Linked DNA regions of Sus scrofa: regions 1, 2 and 3 are each linked to region 4. A link is a contact called in public Hi-C, HiChIP or PLAC-seq and promoter capture Hi-C data. All regions are on one chromosome and are shown on one strand. The core of a region is the stretch at or near the end of the contact, and the rest is flanking DNA. Distances in the headings are between cores, read along the strand shown. Region 1 holds the start of BLOC1S4 (biogenesis of lysosome-related organelles complex 1 subunit 4). Region 2 holds the start of LOC100621287 (MORF4 family-associated protein 1). Region 3 has its middle 27 kb from the start of BLOC1S4. Region 4 holds the start of GRPEL1 (grpE protein homolog 1, mitochondrial).

What was found. Promoter capture Hi-C pulls out the DNA fragments that hold promoters and counts their contacts. Hi-C and Micro-C count contacts between places; a contact is called where the count stands out from the background. HiChIP or PLAC-seq counts read pairs in DNA pulled down with a chosen protein or histone mark.
Region 1: a Hi-C map of omental adipose tissue shows a contact between it and region 4, with 2.1 times the contacts expected there. The contact joins the promoter of BLOC1S4 here to the promoter of GRPEL1 in region 4. A contact is called at or near these places in 5 of 5 promoter capture datasets (fetal liver, fetal skeletal muscle, liver and 1 more), 23 of 47 Hi-C or Micro-C datasets (alveolar macrophages, blood, brain and 13 more) and 2 of 2 datasets of contacts at active chromatin or transcription factors (alveolar macrophages and skeletal muscle).
Region 2: an H3K27ac HiChIP or PLAC-seq map of alveolar macrophages shows a contact between it and region 4. The contact joins the promoter of LOC100621287 here to the promoter of GRPEL1 in region 4. A contact is called at or near these places in 2 of 5 promoter capture datasets (fetal liver and fetal skeletal muscle), 2 of 47 Hi-C or Micro-C datasets (embryonic fibroblasts and liver) and 1 of 2 datasets of contacts at active chromatin or transcription factors (alveolar macrophages).
Region 3: a contact with region 4 is called in a promoter capture Hi-C map of liver, with 5 times the contacts expected there. The contact joins the enhancer-like site here to the promoter of GRPEL1 in region 4. A contact is called at or near these places in 2 of 5 promoter capture datasets (fetal skeletal muscle and liver), 5 of 47 Hi-C or Micro-C datasets (fetal skeletal muscle, liver, mesenteric adipose tissue and 2 more) and 1 of 2 datasets of contacts at active chromatin or transcription factors (alveolar macrophages).

Annotation. Positions count from the first base shown.
Region 1 is chr8:4,094,349-4,097,142 of Sscrofa11.1, forward strand. It overlaps BLOC1S4 (biogenesis of lysosome-related organelles complex 1 subunit 4), which reads right to left and starts at 1,442. Exons shown (of 1, transcript XM_003356845.4): 1 at 1-1,442. The coding sequence starts at 1,402. The coding sequence ends at 746.
Region 2 is chr8:4,121,612-4,124,553 of Sscrofa11.1, forward strand. LOC100621287 (MORF4 family-associated protein 1) reads right to left here and starts at 1,468. Exons shown (of 3, transcript XM_003356844.3): 1 at 1,247-1,468; 2 at 694-1,128; 3 at 1-184. The coding sequence starts at 1,090. The coding sequence ends at 707. It also overlaps a transcript of MAN2B2 not described here.
Region 3 is chr8:4,067,790-4,070,608 of Sscrofa11.1, forward strand. No RefSeq gene overlaps it. Among named protein-coding and RNA genes, the nearest start is that of BLOC1S4, 27 kb to the right of the region's middle. Within about 2 kb of position 1,477, at least 19 of the 83 cell types and tissues checked have an H3K27ac peak or open chromatin away from gene starts, as enhancers often do. A contact at or near this core is called in liver, where this site is marked.
Region 4 is chr8:3,795,928-3,798,627 of Sscrofa11.1, forward strand. It overlaps GRPEL1 (grpE protein homolog 1, mitochondrial), which reads left to right and starts at 1,383. Exons shown (of 5, transcript XM_003356847.4): 1 at 1,383-1,513. The coding sequence starts at 1,413. LOC110262050 (a long non-coding RNA gene) reads right to left here and starts at 1,302. Exons shown (of 2, transcript XR_002346550.1): 1 at 1,206-1,302; 2 at 1-1,007.

The sequences.
Region 1 (2,794 bases), core at 192-2,691, 300 kb after region 4:
CTGGCCTTACTCGGTGGGTTGAGGATCCCGACGTTGCCGTGAGCTGCGGTGTAGGTCGCAGATGCCACTCAGATCTGCTGTTGCTGTGGCTCTGGCAGGCCATCGGCTACAGCTCAGACTGGACCCCTAGCCTGGGAACCTCCATATGCTGCAGGTGTGACCCTAAAAAGACAAATAACAATAATAATAATAATAATAAAGTAAAAGTAAGCTATGGAAAACTGAATCACTATTGGGATCAAATTAACAAGGCTTTAAAGGCTCAGTTTTCTTAAGTGTATACAAGTATGCAAATCTTGAAAAGATATTACTATTAGTTGAGCCGTAAAATAAATAAGTTCTGCCACAGTGCATACATAAATTCATTTATTTTGCTTCCTGGTCCCTACCCGCACAAACCCCACACCAAGTAGCTTTCAAGTCTGAACTGGAAGACATAGAAAATCATGTATCCTGGAGTTCCCTGGTGGCTCGGCAGGTTAAGGATCTGGTGTTGTCACTGCTATAGTTTAAGCCACTGCTGTGGCACAGGTTCTTCTCCTGACCCCAGAACTAACGCATGCCACAGGGCAGAAAAGAAAAAAGAAAAAGAAAATCTTATATCCTATGTGAGATGAAGACGTGAGAAATGAAGTGTGCAAAAAATTACTTGAAAATTCCAAACTCCAACATCGTGCATGTCTATTAACAGCACTTTCAATTGATAATTTCAGACCGCGTCCTCTTGCAGCGCTGTGCGGCAGACTCACACCTGAGGTCTTTCGCTGCAACAGGGAAAGTGGTCTTCTGTCCGAAACACGACGGGGGGCTCGTATCCCGTCAGCTGGGATTTGCTGGAGGGCGCCTTGTTGAAGAAGGACGGCACGTTAATTGTGTGCAGGAGTTTCCGGAATGTACTAGGGAAAGTCCCCAGCTCGGCCTCCGCCCTGGCGACATGCTCCTCCATCCTGGCCACGCTGGCGCCGATCATCCCCACGAAGGCCTCGAGCCGGTCGATCTTGCTGTAGACCCGACGCATCTCGGTGGCCTTAGCGTAAATGCGAGGCACGCCTTCGCTAACCACGTGGGAGGAGTCGCCGCGCAGCATGTCGAGCATACCCACAAACTCGTCCACCCTGGTGAGCAGATCCTCCAGGCTCGCGTCCAAGGCCTCGACCTCGGGGCGCGCCCCGGCGCTGGGCAGCAAGCAGGTGGCGTAGCCGGCGGCTGCGCGGCGCAGCAGCGGCAGGTCCCGGCCCGGCGCGCCCAGCTCGGGACCCTCGTCCTCCCACGGCCCAGAGGCGCTGCTGTGGCTCTGGGACACGTTGCCGCTGTCCCCGCTCCAAGAAGCTACCTGGGGATCCGCCTCCTCTGCCGCTGGCACCTCCAGCGGCCGCAGGCACCCAACCGGGTCACCCTCCATGGCGCGCGACGCCCAGACTTCCACCCACTTCCGGTCTCAGCGCGCATGCGCACGCATGGCACGCAGCCACACTTCCGGCCTCCACGCGCGCACTTTGCGCCGCGCAATCCCCTTGTTTCTGGTCCCTTGCCCGCCGCAGGCACGTGCGCGCGCCCGCGCCACCTCCGCTTGCAGCGGCCGGAGCACTCAGGCCCCGCGTATACGTTCATGCTCAGAACCCTTTTTTATATTTTTGATGCTGCGCCTGCATATAGAAGGTCCCCCGCTAACAGTCAAATCAGAGCTGCAACTGGGACCTGTGCGACAGCCATAGCAACACGGATCTGGGCGGCATCTTCGACCTACATGGCGACTTACGGCAACACTGGATACTTAACTCACGGAGCAAGGCTAGGAATCACACCTGCATCCTTTTGGTTTTTTTTAATTATTTTTATTTTTATTTTATTTTATTTTTCAAACCTGCATCCTTACAGAGACAAGGATAGGTCCTTAACCCACTGAGTCACAACGGGAACTCTCAGAACCCTTTTTAAAAATATGAAAGTATAACGAATACAATAAATGAATCTTAAATGTACACATGGATGGAATTCTCGCTGTGGTGCAGTGGGTTAAGGGCTTGGCTTTGTCTCTGCAGTGGCAGGTGTTCAATCCCTGGCCCAAGCACTGCGTTAAGAATCCAGTGTTGCTTTCTCATAGCTTGGATTCGATCCTGGCACAGGAACTTCCATATGCAGTAGGTATAGTTTAAAAAAAAAAAAGTACACATTTATTGTTTTGTTCATATCCATACAACCATGTAACCTCCAACCAGGTCAAAATATAATACTGAGGCACAAGGTGGGTAGGCTCCAGGTTAGACTTTTACAGCCAGCCTCCTGTTTATTCTTTGAGATAGACTAGGAACAATGAGGTTGCGGATTTGATCCCTGGCCTCAAACAGTCGGTTAAGGATCTGGGTGCTGCCCTGAGCTGTGGTGTAGGTTGCAGATGCGGCTCGGACCTGGCATTGCTGTGGCTGTGGAGTAGGCTGGCAACAACGGCTCCAATTCAACCCCTAGCCTGGGAACCTCCATATGCCGAAGGTGTAGCCCTGAAAAGACAAAAAATAAAAAAATTTTAAAAATAACAACAGAACAGAGTAAATAAATGGACTTTGTCTCCTGTGGACATTTTTTTTTTGTCTTTTCTAGGGCTGCTCCCATGGCACATGGAGTTCCCAGGCTAGGGGTCTAATTGGAGCTGCAGCCACTGGCCTACGCCAGAGCCACAGCAACACGGGATCCGAGCCACGTCTGCAACCCACACCACAGCTCGCGGCAACGCCAGATCGCCAACCCACTGAGCAAGGCCAAGAATCGACCCCGAAATCTTACGGTTCCTAGTCAG
Region 2 (2,942 bases), core at 218-2,717, 330 kb after region 4:
AAACACTTAACAATCAAAAACTCATATTGAGGTCATTAACCACAGACCATAGCAGAAACGTAGTGTAAGCGAGGACAAGAGTGTAGACAGAGAAAAAAAGAGAAAACAAAAGGCTCTCTGGTTTCAGCTTCTCCAGGGTGTCAGCCAATCTCCATCAGTGGACCAGAATCCATTGGCTGTAAACCTGAAGTGCAATCGGGAGAAACTCAGCATTAACAGGTTAATCCTTCAAGAAAACCCAACCCAACGCCCTCACACCTGCAGCCCCGCAGGGCACCACCTCTCCGGGATGCCATCTGACTCTTTTCAGGCTTCCAGCGAATTCTGGAACCGTCCAGAAACAGCCTTCCCTCCAGCAATCGTACATTTATTTCTCTCCACCCCAGCTCAATGGGCCCTACCACGATCTCGTTCTCTGGGACTTTTGCTTATGCCCCTCGAGTTGATCCTACTGACCGTGACCTTACGTTGCGAACACACACAGACGAAACCGAATCAACCCACCCGCCCACTTTTTCCCTCTAGCTTCCTGAGACTGAAAAAGCACACAAACGGTCTGTCCTAAGACCTCCTAAGGTAAACACGCAGCATGTTTCACTCTCTCCTCCCAACTCCCACCCCGAGGGGCTCGCTGTTCCATCCACGGCCCCGAGGCCGAGCCAAGAGGGGGGCAGCCCCGGGCCCCCGCCTTACCGCCGACCCGGCTTCAGGACGACTCGCTCTTCTCTATCCGCCGGACCAGCTCCACCAGCATCTCTGCCATCTTCGCGATCTCCTTGGCCTTCTCCTCGGCCTTCTCGCACCTCTTGGTCCCCCTGCCCTCGACCGCGTCGTCCGCGCTCTGAAGATGGTTGAGCGCGCTCTCCTCCGAGGCCTCCACCTGCGTCTTGATCTGGATGAGCATATTGTCCATCTCCCACAGCTTGCTCCGGTTGCGCAGGTACGCCCGCCCGTGCTCGCGGGTCAGCGCCGCGATGTCCTCCCGCATCTCGTTGATGACCGGGAGCAGGAACTGCTCGAAATCCTCCTCGGGCTCCAGCACCTCCACCTCCTCCGGCTCCGCCAGCTCGACGATGTCCAGGGGCCGCATCTCCTCCCGCTGTTCCGGAACCGCAGGAGCCGAGTCGGCTGCAGAAAGAAAATGGAGACTCGCTATGCTTACCGACACACTTCCAGAATATTCTCTCAAACTTTTACCCCGTTTAAACTTTTCGCCTCAGAGCAGCCACGGAATCAAGCGACTTACGAGCTGAGAAGCGGAGGACAAAATGGAGTCCTAGCCGTCAACCAGCGCCCTGCGTGTTGCGGCCCCTTTCACGACACGGCCGCCCCTCTTTACGGTCAGGCCGCGGGTAGAACTAGGTGCGGGGGCGCGCACGTCAGTGGTGGGCGACGCGATCCGCGCTACGCGGCCGCGCGCGCACGCACGCTCTTCCTGATACATCCTCTCCCCTTGAGGCCCGCGCTCCGCCCCTCTGCTGCCCCACGCACGCGCACGCACGCCCTCCCTTCTCCCTCCGGGCCCGTCGTCTCCGTCTCGCGCCCGTCTGCTCCCACCCGCCCCCGCGCGCACGCGCGCGCGCGCACACACGCTCTCTCCTCTCTCCCCTCCCCCTTCAGTCTGGCGCTGCTCCCAGCGGCCCCTGGCTTGGGAGTTGGGGCGCTGCGGTGCTCGCTCTTTTAAAGTTTTTCTCCAGCGTGGAGTTTACAGCTTTCAGAGATCTGAGAGCCATCTTCCCGCGCTGAACGAGAAGGTCCTGCGTAATGATGGGAGTCGCGGTCTCACGCAGAGGGCCCCACCCCGTTTAGTACCGCAGCCGGACCCTCCCCGACATCTCAGAGGCTGCTCTTCGTTATTGCAGTCAGAAGTGTCGGGGTGTCTTTCTCGAAACCGAGACCCCCGGGTGGGAAAGGCCGGGTCTGAATTATTCTGCGTTCCCACTGGACTCGTCTTCACGACTTTTACCGGACTGAAGGCTCCTTGAGGGTCTTACTCTGTCTCAGAGGTTTAGAGCAGAACTTGGCACAGGGTAGTATATTGCTTTAACATTCATTGCACAGACAATTTTAAGGAAACGTATGATGATTTCTTGGCCTGTTGACCTAGTCACAAAATAGCAAAAAAAAAAAATCAGGAATCCAGCTTGCACAAGTGATACGGCTTCTGTTTTCCAGTCAGGTGGGGGACACACCTCCCAGTTCTGAATATAATCGAGTGAAGAATGAAGAGAAACAACCATCAGATGCAGCTAGAGATTCTCATGCTAAGTGAAGTAAGTCTGAAAGAGGAAGATAAATATCGTGTAACTTATATGTGGAATCCAAAATATGGCACAAATGAGCCTATCTTCAGAACAGAAACAGGGAAGTTCCTGTTGTGGCCCAGCGGTAATGAGCCCAGCTAGCATCCTGGCCTTGCTTAGTGGTTTGAGGATTGGCGTTGCCCTGGGCTGTGGAGTAGGTTCCAGGTGCAGCTTGGATCTGGCGTTGTGGCTATGGTGTAGGACAGGCAGTTGCAGCTCTGATTAGACCCCTAGCCTGGGAACTTCCGTATGCCGCAGGTGCGGCCCTAAAAAGACAAAAAATTTTAAAAAAAGAAACAGACTCACTGACATGGAAAACAGACTTGTGGTTGCGGTGGGGGGGGGTGGAGTGGGATGGACGGGGATTTGGGGTTAGATGCAAATGATTACATTTAAAATGGATAAGCAATGAGATCCTATCGTATAGCACAGGGAACTATATCCAATTACTGTTTTTTTGGTTGTTTTTTGCTTTTTTGGGCCAAACCCAAGGCATATGGAAGTTCTCAGGCTAGGGGTCCAATCCGAGCTATAGCTGCCGGCCTACACCACAGCCACAGCAAGGCAGGGTCTGAGCCGTGTCTGTGACCTATACCGCAGCTCACGGCAATGCTAGATCCTTAACCCACTGAGCGAGGG
Region 3 (2,819 bases), core at 227-2,726, 270 kb after region 4:
GCCCTCCCTGCTCTGGGTTCTGATTTCCTGGGGAGGTCGATCCTCGGTGATGAGCAAAGGCTCTCTGTGAAGGAGCTGGGCAGCAGTACCTGGACTGTGGCACCAAATGGCCAGAATGCCAATCCCAGTTCTGCTGCCTGCTAGCAGGGTGACCTTGAGCAAGCTTCTGAGCCTCTGCGTCCCCCACCCAGGTTACGCATCTGTAGAACAAGTACTGCGGTGCCACCCTGCTTGCATGAGTGCCGTGAGTAAGTGAACCGTGCCTGGTCCAGAGTGTTTATGCTATTTGCTGATTAAAGGAAACTGAGGTTCTTAGGGGGTCAGCAAAGCTGCTAGGCAGAGCAGGGCACCCTGACCCATCACCGCAGAGGCTGTTGGATTTGGCACTGTGTGGCAGCACCCAGGCTCCACCTCCCATCTTTTTTTTTTTTTTTTCTTCAGCTTTTTAGGGCTGCACCTAAGGCATATGAAAGGTCCCAGGCTAGGGGTTGAATGAGAGCTGCAGCCACCGGCCTGCACCAGAACCACAGCAATGCCAGATCCCGGCCACATCTGTGACGTCCACTGCAGCTCACAGCAACACCGGATCCTTAGCCCACTGAGCGAGGCCGGGGATTGAACCCGCATCCTCATGGATACTAGTCAGCTTCACTACCACTGAGCCATGACCAGAGCTCCCACCTCCCATCTTGAGGTGGACATTGAGCCCCTTGATCTGACTGGACGTTTCTTTAGGGCCCGCCCTCTGCCTAACCCAGACTTGAGGCTGGAGCCCCCTTATGCCCCATTCCCCCAAAGTGCTCTGATTTAAAGGGACCTTCCTCCCAGGAATAGGAGCGTTGAGACCCTCTGGACAGGCCTGGGGGCCTTTGCTGCTGCAGCCAGGATGGCCAGAGAGATGGCTAAACCCATGATGATGATATAGCAGGGGCAGAGCCGTCAGACGAATTCCTTCTGGGGGAGTCTAGAAGCTTCCTGGGGGCGGTGCCATTTCAGCAGGGTCGTGAAAGCCGGGTTGGAGTTTGATAAGAGAGCCGTGGAAAGACTCCCTAGCTGTGGAAGGGGCACAGTGTGTGCAAAGGTGGGGAGGGCAGAGGACGCTGCATCTGACCCCACGGCCACCTGTGCTTTGGCAGGACACCCCGGGCTGACCTGACCCAACCCTGGCAGCCACTGCCAGGAAAAGAGGTCAGAGTGGTACGGACCCTGGCGGCTTTGCACGCGAGCTGGGCCAGGACACGCAGCCCGAGCAGAAGAGGGAGGGTGTGCTGGGCCGGGCCCCCAGCCTCCCTGGGGCTGTCGCCCACACCCTGATGTCCAGGCCACCCAGGAGTCATGGCTGGCTGGCCGAGGGGGGGCGGGAGGGCTGCCTTCTCACCCGCAGCGTGGGTGGGAGCCCCAGCCCTGCCCCACAGCGCCAGCTCAGCTCCACCCAGGAACCAGGCCCAGCTGCGTGTGGGCTGGATCAGGCCCTTCCCGGAGGTGGGACCTGGCCAAGGCAGAGCCACTCGGAGCCTCTTTGCCTGCAGCCCTCCAGTGAGCTCCCCAGGAGATGACGCTTGAGAACCTGCCTTTAAGCGTGAGAAGCTCGGATGCCAAGAACTGTTACTGTCATTACTGTCCTTCTTCCTTTGCCATGCTTGACACATGGGACACCTCCATGCAGGGCGAGAGGTCCGACAGATCTGAATCTGACGTCCAGTTCTGCTTCTGGGCAGCTATGGTCTGGACAGACCCTTCTTGAACCCCAGTTTCCCCGTCTGCAGTTTCCCTCCGCAGCGGGGGTGGCCACCAGCCTCCCAGAAAGGCCAAGGTCAGTCGGAGGGCAGGGCCCGGCTGGGGCAGCTCTGAAATCAGGAGCAGCGTCCTCATGGACCAAGTCCAGGCCACTGCCCTAGCCGCCTGACGCCATCCCTGCCCGCCTGACCCCCCCACCCCCCCCGCCCTGCACCCTGCCACCCAGCCCTGAAGTGCTCTAGCTGTCATAACCCCTCACCCAGGCATGAACCCTCGCTGTTTACAAGGCGTTTCACCTAAAGGATGCTGTCACCATCCCCTTACACAAACAGCCCTGTTCAGCCGCTGCTGTGGGCAGGCTCCGGGCCCGGGAAGACAGCCAGCCAGCTGCAACCAGGGCCTTCCACCAAGACGCAGGAACGGGGGCTGGGGGTGTGCAGAGGGATCCGGCAAGGCTTTGCTGAGGCCTTTGAGGGCCCCACAGCCAGGGCTTCTGCCTCTTGGACCACTTCTTCTTCTTTTTTTTCCTTATCTTTTTGGGGCCACACCTGCGGCATATGGAGGTTCCCAGGCTAGGGGTCAAATCAGAGCTGTAGCTGCTGGCCTACGCCACAGGATGAGTGAGCAAATGAAAAGGGATGGAGGTTATTTCAGCTTCTTTACGTCAGACTCGGAAATCTTCTCAGAGAGAAAACTTGGCTCTGGGAAGTTATTTAGTCGAGGTGCTTAGGTGGGTAAAGGAGGAGTGAGGGAACGTTTGGTGACAGAAGGGTGGACAGGCCCCCTTGGCTACCAGGGCTTCTTCTCCTCCAGGAGGGGTCTGTCTGTCTCCCTCACTCTCCTCGGTCTAGATGGCCCAAGGGCAGGTGAGTCCCGGCAGCCAGAGCCCTTGCTGGGCTGTATGGCCTCAGTCTTCCCATCCATGAGATGGGGCCGTGAGCACAGTGGGCCCAGGGCGTGCCCAGCGCTGTGTGGGGTGGGAGTGAGCAGACAGCAAGGCTTCGCTTCTGCAGGGTGTCCCTCTGGGCACCCTGCTCTCCTGAGGCTCCAGGCTCAGTGGACAGAGCTCTGTGGGTGCAGGG
Region 4 (2,700 bases), core at 133-2,632:
CAGCTCACGGCAATGCTGGATCCTTAAACCACTCTGCTGGGCCAGGGATGGAACCTGAGTTCTCATGCATACTAGTTGGGTTTGTATTGACAGGAACCACACAGACGTGTTTTTTTTTTTTTTTTTTTTTTTTACAGTTGGTTTGTTCTATCGTGATGCAAATAAAGTCTACGCATTCCACTCCATTATGTTTTTATGCTTTTATTATCCGTCCTACTTTTTATTTTCCCTTCAAGCCCCTAACTAATAACTGACTCATGTGTGCAAGAGAAAATTCCACATTCTGGATTTGACCTTTTGCCTCCTTCTGCAGGTGGCACGGGGCCAGGCCCAGAGTAGCAGTCACCTAACATGATGAATGCTTTTAACGGGAACAAAGCAGAAGAACAGAGGTTTGACCCTTACACGTGTGACATGCAGGCAGCACTCCACTTGGGACACTGCAGGCTCCAGGGCCCATCCTGCGGAGAAGACGGGAGGTCAAGCAGTGCTGAAGCAGAGCCAGGACAGAGCTCCCAAGGGCGGCTCGCTTAGGGGCAGCAGCCTACAGAACAGGCAGCACCTCCCTGTCCAGCACCTCGGCTCCTTCGTGGCACGTGATACAGCGCGGGCCTTTGTTAGATTAACAAAAACATTTGTATTTATGAATGTTCACTGTGTCCCCAAAATTCTCCTCGGTGCTATTCTTACTGTGTTTTGTGTTTCACTGAGAAAATTAAGAGGGCAAAGAAAACAGCATGCACGCGGTCCTCCTCACCAGCACCAACGCTGCCGCGCGGTGTAGCATCTGCTTCCCGGTCGTGGGGTAAGGACGGCGTCTCCGCAGCCACCGGCCCTCCGCCCTCCGCCGCGGAGCCGCCAGCAGAAGGGGCAGAGCCCCCCCAGCGCTGTTTTAGCCGCACTTCTCTGCAGTGCTGCGGTTGCCAGTAGACGTGCTTTTGTCCTTGGCCTATGTGCATCTGTCCTACACTGACGCCCGGCGCGCGGCACCGTCCCAGGAGCTCGGGCTGAGAGCGAGAACAGGTCAAAGGCCCGCCCCAGAGCCTCGCCGGCTCCCAGAGCAAACTACGACCCGAAACACGCAAGGCGCAGCCAGACCGGAAAACGCGCTCGCGAGTCTCAAGGCCCCGAACGTACGCACTTCCGGCGCCCCACCCCCTCGGAGCGTCCCCTCCCACGGTTTCCTTCACCTTTCACCTCCTCACCTTCTGGGTCTCCCGAAGGCCTCAGACCCGCCCACCGGGAGAGAGGCCCGTGCTTCGTCAGGACGGGCATCATTGGTGAGTATAGTCTGTCCATCAGAGGAGAAGCGGCGGTGGATTGGCTAAGGAGAAGTGGTTGGGCGGGAAGGCCAGCACGGAGTCTGCGCGAGGGGCTGGGTCCCCGAGGGGGCGGGCCAGCGGCTCCCGCGCATGCCTGTGGCGCGCGCAGGGCTGACGGCGGCGGCAGTCATGGCGGCTCCGTGTGTGAGGGTGGCGCGGCGCAGCCTCTCGGCTTTAGCGTTGTCTCTCAGGTAAAGGGAGCCCGCTACTCGGCGTGAGGAGGGGCGCCATGCGCGTGCCGTCCCCGCGCGCGTCCGCCGCCGCGGGCCCTGCCTTGCTCTGTCCAGGACGTGGGTGTCGTGGACAGCGGTTCCCGGACGGAGGGCACGGACACCACCCGGGCTGCACGCGCTGTGGGGCCGGAGCGAGCGGGACGGCGCCCCGCGCTTGCCCGAGGCCACGCCGACGCGAGCACGAGCCGGGCCCCGCCGCAGGGCCGGCCGGAGGTGGCCGCGTGCGCGGGTCCCGAGGCGCGGGCAGGGGCGCACGGCCCCGGTCCGCCTCCGTCCCCGCCTGCCCGGCCGGGGTAGAAGTGCGGGGGCTCCGCGGCGGGGGTCACGGGGCGGTGCCCTCGCTTACCTTTTTCCCTTCTTCCGTGTTTGTTTAAACTCGAGGCTTCTGCTTTTTCAAAGTCCAGCCGCTTGAGTTGGGGCGGCCAGTGCTTAGCACACTCTGGGTGGGAGGCGCTTCCCGGAACCGGGTTATCCATTAGAGGAGCTGCCGGACGGGACCTGCGCCTTCCCCGCAGCAGCTTGTGGGGCGGATGGGAGGCCCGGCCGGTGAGCGCCGCCCGCGGTCGGGGGACGGGCCGAAGCCGCGGTTCTGGCCAACCCCCCGGCAGCGCCCGAGTCGAAAGGAGCTCGTGGCTTTGCCTCTGGAATTAGTTGCCGGGAAGGCGACGTCCAAGTCAGCAGGAGTTCGTCTCTGAGAACTGGTTTGTGGGAGGAATCCCAGGTGGGGGCGGCGGTCGGGAGAGCTGCCTTGTGCGCGGAGTTCTGAGAGTCGCTGAGCTCTCCGAGCCTCCCTCGGACAGCCCTCCCCAGCCGCCCACCCGCTAGACCGAGGTGGGCTCTGGCTGCTGCTGGAGCCTCTGGTGCTGCCGAGGGGGCTCTGCCCGAAGCATGTGGCTGTCACACCCAGAGGTCAGGACAACGGGAAAACATGACAGGCTTCGTAATGGTTTTCAGATTATTCTTTTCATGACAAAGGTAAAAATAACGAAAAGGATTTTGCCTCCCCCCATCCACAGACTAAGGGACCCTTCCTTTCTACAGGCTTCAGACCCATGTGCCTACACAGGATTTCTGGTTTGTCTTCATAAAAACGGGGTCTTGTTTTCTGTATTTCTCTAAGTTGCATTTCTTTCTCGCCTTTTTTT